Regions from separate parts of the Gossypium hirsutum genome. Here regions 1 and 2 are each linked to region 3. The links are chromatin contacts, called in public Hi-C maps. All regions are on one chromosome and are shown on one strand. The core of a region is the stretch at or near the end of the contact, and the rest is flanking DNA. Distances in the headings are between cores, read along the strand shown. Region 1 holds the start of LOC107910232 (probable enoyl-CoA hydratase 1, peroxisomal). Region 2 holds the start of LOC121214636 (protein PHOSPHATE-INDUCED 1). Region 3 holds the start of LOC107910583 (protein DOWNSTREAM OF FLC).

The links. Hi-C and Micro-C count contacts between places; a contact is called where the count stands out from the background.
Region 1: a contact with region 3 is called in a Hi-C map of leaf, with 2.1 times the contacts expected there. The contact joins the promoter of LOC107910232 here to the promoter of LOC107910583 in region 3. A contact is called at or near these places in 13 of 34 Hi-C or Micro-C datasets (anther, callus, fibers and 4 more).
Region 2: a Hi-C map of leaf shows a contact between it and region 3, with 1.7 times the contacts expected there. The contact joins the promoter of LOC121214636 here to the promoter of LOC107910583 in region 3. A contact is called at or near these places in 2 of 34 Hi-C or Micro-C datasets (callus and leaf).

Annotation. Positions count from the first base shown.
Region 1 is chrD02:14,483,519-14,486,218 of Gossypium_hirsutum_v2.1, reverse strand. LOC107910232 (probable enoyl-CoA hydratase 1, peroxisomal) reads left to right here and starts at 1,384. Exons shown (of 3, transcript XM_016838016.2): 1 at 1,384-2,095; 2 at 2,180-2,462. The coding sequence starts at 1,686.
Region 2 is chrD02:14,658,206-14,660,905 of Gossypium_hirsutum_v2.1, reverse strand. LOC121214636 (protein PHOSPHATE-INDUCED 1) reads right to left here and starts at 1,388. Exons shown (of 1, transcript XM_041088481.1): 1 at 187-1,388. The coding sequence starts at 1,330. The coding sequence ends at 275.
Region 3 is chrD02:14,220,020-14,222,719 of Gossypium_hirsutum_v2.1, reverse strand. It overlaps LOC107910583 (protein DOWNSTREAM OF FLC), which reads right to left and starts at 1,302. Exons shown (of 2, transcript XM_016838462.2): 1 at 891-1,302; 2 at 1-412. The coding sequence starts at 1,044. The coding sequence ends at 81. It overlaps LOC107910582 (probable beta-D-xylosidase 7), which reads left to right. Exons shown (of 5, transcript XM_016838461.2): 5 at 1-366.

The DNA.
Region 1 (2,700 bases), core at 135-2,634, 260 kb before region 3:
CAATTTCTCATTTTTAGCTTGAAAAACTTTGAAAGGCCATAACTTTTCGCTCGGTTGTCCGATTGAGACGAACTTTTTTTATTTCAAATAACTTTTCGAGATCTACGCGCTGACAAACAGCCGAAGGCGGTTTGCCACACTTTTCATCGAAAAAGATCCCTTTTTGCCCCTAAATTTTAATTTTTTCGGTTTAAAATTAAATTTTAAAACATTCAAATCATTATTTTCCTTATTTATTTGAAGTAAACACCGGATTTTTTTACAGAATTGTTGTATTATTTCTTCTGATTTGACACGTGTATGGAATAGGTCCGATAAATCGTTAGAACGTAAGTAATATAATTAAGATAATAACAGTATTTTTATAATATATCAATTAATTAGTTTAGTTTAGTTGGTTAAGATGCTTGCTCTTTTCCTTTAATACCTTGGTTCGAATCTTGTTGTTAACAATTTTGAATCTTTTTTAAATCAATAGCAACAAGTACAAAAAAATATTCAAATGGCACATCACATTCCTCAACAGTCAACTCTTTTAACATAGAAAAGGAATTCTTATGAAATTTGCTGTGCCATATCCTCTTTGCGTTCCTCAAATGGCAGATTGTGATTTTCTCCAAGTTAGGAAAAGTAACCTGCATAATGATAGAAAGTGCTAATTACAATTAGAAATAACTTATATAAAATGTTAGCTCATCGATGCTTAGGCAAAGGCATCGGTAACTCATATAATTAAGACAATTAGAATCATTGGTCGTTTGAGAAGAACTTAAATGAATTTAATATAAAATTATATTCAGTTGACTTTTCTGTACGTAACTATTAACATATACACACACTACAAATAATGATTTGAATGTTTCGAAATTTAATTTTAAACCGAAAAAATCAAAATTTAGGGGCAAAAGGGATCTTTTTCGATGAAAAGTGTGGCAAACAACCTTCGGCAGTTTTTCAGCATGTAGATCTCAAAAAGTTATTCGAAATAAAAAAAATTCGTCTTAATCGGACAACCGAGCGAAAAGTTATGGCCTTTCAAAATTTTTCAAGCTAAAAATGAGAAACTGTTCATCCACATCAACAAATCGCGCCCTAGGGCGCGATTTGTGTCCACGTAAGCAAATCACACTGACATGAACGCGATTTCCTGGCGCGTACCCTAACATCGCGCTGACGTGGACGCGATTTCACGAAAAATGGACTATTCCAATAAATTAAATAATTGGTCTATTTCAGTAATTTTTAAAAAAAAAATTTAGTCATTTGCCCTAATATAACATCTTCTGATCAGGCCGTATCCAAATTAAAATTTTTTATCTAAGACTTAACCTAAATAAATATTTTTTATTTAAATTCTTTTATATTTTAAGTAGATCTCTGGGCTTAGACAAGTGAGTTGGCACTCGAATAGATCTACGATTGAGTTAGTTTACCCTTAAATGAAATAAACAGTAGGGAGTGGGATTTTTTTGTTTTCTTATGTTCTTATCCGCTTTCCCGTCGCCGTAATCAGACACGCAATTCAAGGCATTATCTACACGCGATCAACGATGATGACGAAACCCATTTACCAAAACCAGATCCATGTTGAAAATATTTTTTTTATATAACCATTTCCAAAATTGCAATAAAATTTATTCATCTTCTCTTTTGAATCTTTCCCTTTCTTTCCTTTTCCTGTAAAAATGGAGGGTTCCTCGTCTGACAAGCTGATCGTTGTGACCCGTGAACCTGATGGGATCGCTATTGTTACCATCAATCGACCCAAATCTCTCAACTCCTTGACCCGACCCATGATGGTGGACTTGGCCAAGGCTTTCAAGGCTCTTGCGAAGGACAACTCGGTGCGGGTCATCATCTTGTCTGGAGCTGGACGGGCTTTCTGTTCAGGCGTGGATTTGACGGCTGCACAAGATGTTTTCAAGGGTGACGTTAAGGACCCGGAGACGGATCCGGTTGTTCAGATGGAGCAATGCCCCAAACCCATCATCGGAGCTATCAACGGCGTTGCTATTACTGCCGGCTTCGAGATCGCCCTCGCTTGTGACATGCTGGTCGCTGCTAAGGGAGCCACTTTCGTTGATACTCACGCCAGGTAACAATTGCTGAAGATAAACAAGTCGAAGGCTTTGATTGTCTCATGTGTTGATTTAGTGTTGTTTTCAAAAAATGATTGTAGATTTGGGATATTTCCTTCATGGGGTTTATCCCAGAAGCTTGCACGCTTCATAGGACCAAACAAGGCTCGCGAAGTGTCGTTGGCAGCCATGCCTTTGTCAGCAGAGGAAGCTGAGAAATTGGGGTTTGTCAATTATGTTGTTGACCAAAATGAAGTGTTGAATAAAGCTCGACAACTTGCAGGAGCAATTATGAAGAACAGTCAAGACTTGGTTCTCAGGTACAAGTCTGTGATCAATGATGGGTACAAATTGGATCTTCGCCAGGGTCTTGCCATAGAAAAGGTATTCATTAAGCTTATGTGTATCTTTTCTTGGATAAGCATGGTTTTATTTATCTAAAAGAACTTGGAAATTGCTGCTACATAATGAAAAGAAAGTAATCAAAGCTATGCAATACAAGAATAAAAGAAAGTGAAAAAGATTGTATTCCATGTGTCTTTACATGGTATCTTAGCCCTGCTAACGGTCGTCTTCGCACGGTTAATGGTATGTTTGGTAATCTGCTGAAAAGTTCCATATA
Region 2 (2,700 bases), core at 139-2,638, 440 kb before region 3:
TATAATGTTTATCTAATAATTAAATTTGAATTGTTGTTTTAAAAAATAAAGAACACTAATGAATGTCTCTGACATCCTATGTTCTGGTTACATGTATTCTCAGCAATTTTCACTTCCATATTCATCATTTATTATAAAGAATGTTTGTAAGAGATAATTCAATAAAAAGCAAATAAGAAATGGATATTAAAAGCAAAAAAGCAAACCAAAGAGTTTGCTGATGTTATTAATAAATTAACAAATAAAAGAATGGTTAAGGTTGTTGTGGCCACTCTCAGACCAAGGTTGAGCAAGATGATGTAGCAGGATCATACAAAGCAGGAAGCAAGTATTTCCTTCCATTCTCACCATGAGCATTGTAGCTAGCACCAGTTGAAGGGTCTACAAGTAGGTTTCCAGCATGGCCTGGATAAGCCCCTTTGCCATATATTCCAGGACATGCTGATGAAGCTTCCAATGGCGCCTCAGCTGGGCCCTGGTAGTAACCATTTCCAAAAGGGTTGGTAACAGTCCCCGCAAAGAGGCTAGCCAAGTTGATGACCATGCCATCAACACCCACATTGTTGTTTGGTGCAATCAAAGGTGGGGACTGTGGTCCATAGATAGGTTGGTGGAATGGCCAGGCACATTGACCAGGGCACTGGGTTTGGGCATTCCCAACCCAAATGTAAGCAAATTTGGAAGACCTTTTACCCTTGGTGGAGCTCAAGGCAGACCCATGAGTCCCACATCGGCTCATACAAAACCCTTCGACAGCAACATCAGATGCTGTTAAAACAACATTAATAGCATACTTTTGGTCACCCTTTGAGGCCAACTCAACAATTTGTTTCTTCTTGAGAGACTTGCCAAGCGAATAGTGTTCATCAAGGATCTGCTTCCCCAAAGACAAGGAAAGAGACGATTTCTTAGAGGCGAGATGGTAGTATTTCTCGGTGGTCCGCCACCACTGAGCCACCGTGGGTTGGGCTTTTAGAGAGGGTGAAGAAGGGTTAGAAGAGAGGGAGGTGACAAAATCAGAGATAATAGCCCTCTCGGAAGGCTTGAACTTGCCGTACCAAATGAGATTGACGGTGATTGGGCCTGAAAGGAGAGGACCGTTGTGGTATTTCAAGAGCTGAGGCTGCTCCTCAACCACTTCACTCAGCTTTCGTACACCCAAACAGATTTGAAACAAAGAGATGATAAGGAATATTTTTAAGATGGTTGGAGTGATGAAAGAAGCCATTTTTTTGTTGTTGTTGTTAAGCTGAGAAAGGTTGGCGCTTTGAGTTGTGGGAATAGAAGGGTGGAAAAGGGTATATATAAAGACCAGCAAAACAGTGTTCATTTATTGAGGTTATTTAATTTGTTAAGAAAAAGGGATTTGGAATAGGTGAATTAAGGAACCTTCAGAGTAACAGACAAATGCAGTAATTTGTATTAACACAAGGGGTAAACAGGACAGGCTGGAAGTGATCCAGCTGGAATTCCGAGAGTGGGATATAGGCACGTGAGAATACGCGCTTGCGGCTCTTAAAGGGAGGCACAAAGGGCTCGTGAAGTAGTAGTATTAGTTAGGCTTAGCTGGATCAAGCTAGCCTGAGCCGAGTTACAGCTGGTGGTTAGATAGAGCCAGCCAACCCAAGACTTTCTCCACTATTTTCCAGAACTCTGTTTATGTAAACCCAATTTGCAGGTGAACGTTGCCTTTGGTTTTTAATTACAAAAAAGATTGATTATTACCTATTTTGCTTAATGGTTCATTCAGTTTATTTCAAAAAAGATCTAAATATACGAGCTTTAATTAAACATTTATCCAAAATAATAATAATCACGAGGCAGGCATCTTTCAAATTTGTTAAAGCAAATTCCTTTGATCACGTGATTTTACTATCCAACTGCCATATAAAAAATATTGTCTACGACTCCCGAAATACTCAATTACTGTCTGATGGGGATTTTGCTAATTAATACAAATTTTAAAATGGTAGAAAGTAATAAATTTCTACTGCCTTGCCATTCAACGTTTCCATCCACCATGAATCCTTGAGAATCCATAATCCAATATAACAAACCATGTTGTTGATCATCAAACTACATGAAATCTTTGACTAAATTTTCATGTCCGCTTGTTGATCACTTTGTCTGGTGTTTTGTTTAGCTGTATATTGTTCTTTTATGTTTAAAAGTTTGAACAAATTCAACATTCAACAAATATGTTACAGCTGTAATAAATGATCCTGCTGTTTACATAGAAGTATGCCCAAGATTACCCTATGGATGACAGAAAAATATTAATGCCAAATGCTCCTCAACTACTTTCACGTGTTTTTGAGCTCACTTTAGCGGCACAAGACTTTGGAAATCCAGCATCTTGGGGGAGGTGGCTTTCAGATTTATCTTTTTAATGTAATTGATGGCATTGGACATGATTGTGTGTTATGATTGTATGGTGAGCCACTCGCTAAATCACAAAGGATGGGATCCATGATGTGGACAATACATTGCACTTTTAGCTGTCCACCGGCCATTTCAAGCAAAGCTGTATGGGGACATAAAGATTCCTTTTTCAAACCAAGCTTATCAACAGTGGTTTTTAACTTTTAATTACTCATCCATCACCTTGAGTTGACAGCCAAGTGAAACAGGATTTGATTGGCTTAATTGCTTTCCAATTTCGGTGCCTATAACAACCTGTTATTGCAATCACTTTTATCT
Region 3 (2,700 bases), core at 53-2,552:
CGTAGAAATAACGGAGCAATTCACATAACAAATAGCAGACAACATCATATTTCATATGCAAATAAATCCAAACCAACACACTAGACATCCTCCTCATCCTCCTGATACATCTTCATCATCTCAGCACAGCCTGCTTCAGGCTCGTCAACCATGAAGCCCATGGCATTGGCATAACGGGTGGTGGATGAAATGCCATTGAAGTTGGTCAAGATAACACGGGCACGTTCACGACCGGGGGACATTGTGGCACAACCAAGCTGGGAGCTCTTCACAAGAACTGCATCACAGATCTGATCCAAGTGATCCTCGGATACACGAATCTGGTATTTTCCGGTTTTGTCGGTGTATCCCTCCTTTTTGAAGACAACTTGGCCGCTCTTCCTGTCGGAGCATACCAACCTAACCATGGCATCTACAAAGCACATGATATCAGTATACCAAGATTCAGAACCAAATACGACAAAGTACCGATATTAAACATCACATAGATCAGACAAGGGGAACGAAAGATCCAGGCAAGACAGCCATTAAACAATACACAACATCCTGTTCCATGTCCAAGAACCAACATTTTTGGGTTTATAAATCTATGAGCAAAATTATCATCTTAAACCTTAAAGTTTCCCCATTTCTATTAAAATTTGCATCTTTGAACCGCCTACTGATTTTGACCTCCAGTTCAACATGTCATGGTTGTTCCCATTATTTTATGTTTAGACACCCTATCATTCACTTTAACTCAATGTAACATCAAAACCTACAAACTACTTCACAGATCTACCACTTTAAAACCTTAAACACCAGATCTAACAATGTCACCAACATAATACACAAAAGCCAACATAGTAAAACATAGATTAAGATCAAAGTATGTTAGAAATGGAAAGTACCAGCTAGGCTTCTAGTCTTAGGGGTTTCAAAACCAGCACGGCAAGTATCACAGTACACATAGCCTTCTACCACCAATTGATTATTCAGAATGCGTGTAGCACTAACCAAAGCTGGAAGCACACATAGTGCAATGAACAACAGAACTTTGGCCATGTTTTTTTGCTTCTTTTTTCTTGAACAATGTAATGAAGAAATGGGAAGAAGGTTTGGAGATTAAATCCTTAGAAACAAATCAACGAAACAAAGGGTAAAGGCTAAAGAGACAGTGATGATGATAAAGTGGGAGTAAAGATAAGGAAATTAAATAAAAGTGAAAATTGAATAAGAATAATAATGAAAACTGGCTTAGCCGCGTTGAGGAGTATATTCGTGTGTGGTGGATAAGCTGTATGAGCTACTGGTTGGGATGCCACGTCAAAACGGTGGTGTTGATTTGGTAATTTTGATGGGAAAACAAGGCTGTTTTGGTACATGGGAGTGATAGTTTGATGACGTGGCGAGTTATTAGTGGCAAGTTGAAGGGCAGAGTGGAGAGAGGGAGCGTATAGGATAGAACACGGGTCCTAATTGATTGCAGCTGGCAGTTGTCGGTGGTCACATGGGGGGCTGTTTGAGAAGGTAGGCAGAGCAAGCAAAGCGGGAACGGTGCCGCATCACATGAATCCTATAATTAATTATTAATTAAATAAATAAAAATAGAGAAAGCGGTCACACAATATTTCAGTTTTTCAATTTCATCATATAATAACTAAACCTTTTCGTAATAAACTTGTTTCAACATGCTTAAATAAAGACTTCACTAATTATAGATGGAGAATTCACTAATTTGATTGAAATGTAATTTTCTGAATTTTTTATTAAATATATAGTTATGGAAACCTAAATAAAAAGTAAATGGAAAATGTCTCAAAACATTAGAAAATAAGACCCAAATAAGTTTAAAATTCAATATTCCTAAGCTCCAATTTCAATTGCAGCTGATAATTAAAAAGAAACCCAACTTCTCAAAGTTTCAAATTAACATTTAATTCGAGATTAAATTGAATTTGAAAATTTTTCAACTCCAAATTGAAATGTTTAGATTGGGCAAAATACTAAAAAAATCCCCTTTTTTTTTTAAATTTATCGAGATAGGCCCTGTATTTTATTATTTATTGGAATGGGTCATTTTTCCAGAAAACGCGTCCCCATCAACGCGATGTCAGGGGACGTGTCAACAAAACGCGTCCCTAGGGGCGCGCTTTGCTTACATGGACACAAAGCGCGCTTACAAGGACGCGATTTGTTGCAACGTAGGTAAAGCACGCTGACGTGGACGCGTTTTGTTGCCACGTAGCGCGCCCCTAGGGACGTGTTTTTGTCGTTTCTCCCATGTTAGGTTTTGGGTTTTTAAGGTTTAAGGTTTTTAACAAAAAAAATTCTGAAATCGCGCCCACGTGGACGCGCTTTTGCTACAGTAGGTCCTGAAAAAATAATTTCGAGTTGACGTTTCTGAGTAAATAGTATAAAAAACACTTCAAGCAGGATACTTTATCAAAAAAATTTCTGAAATCGCGCTCACATGGACGCGCTTTTGCTATAGTAAGTCCTAAAAAAATAATTTCGAGTTGACGTTTCTGAGAAAATAGTATAAAAAACGCTTCAAGCAGGATGCTTTATCAGAAGAATTTATGAAATCGTGCCCTCGTGGACGCGCTTTTGCTACAGTAGCATATTTGGGCTGAGGTTATAAATGAGGCAATAAATGTTATTAAATTGCATAAGTTACATAGCAAAAACAATTTAGAAAGGCTAAGAAGGTTAGAAATT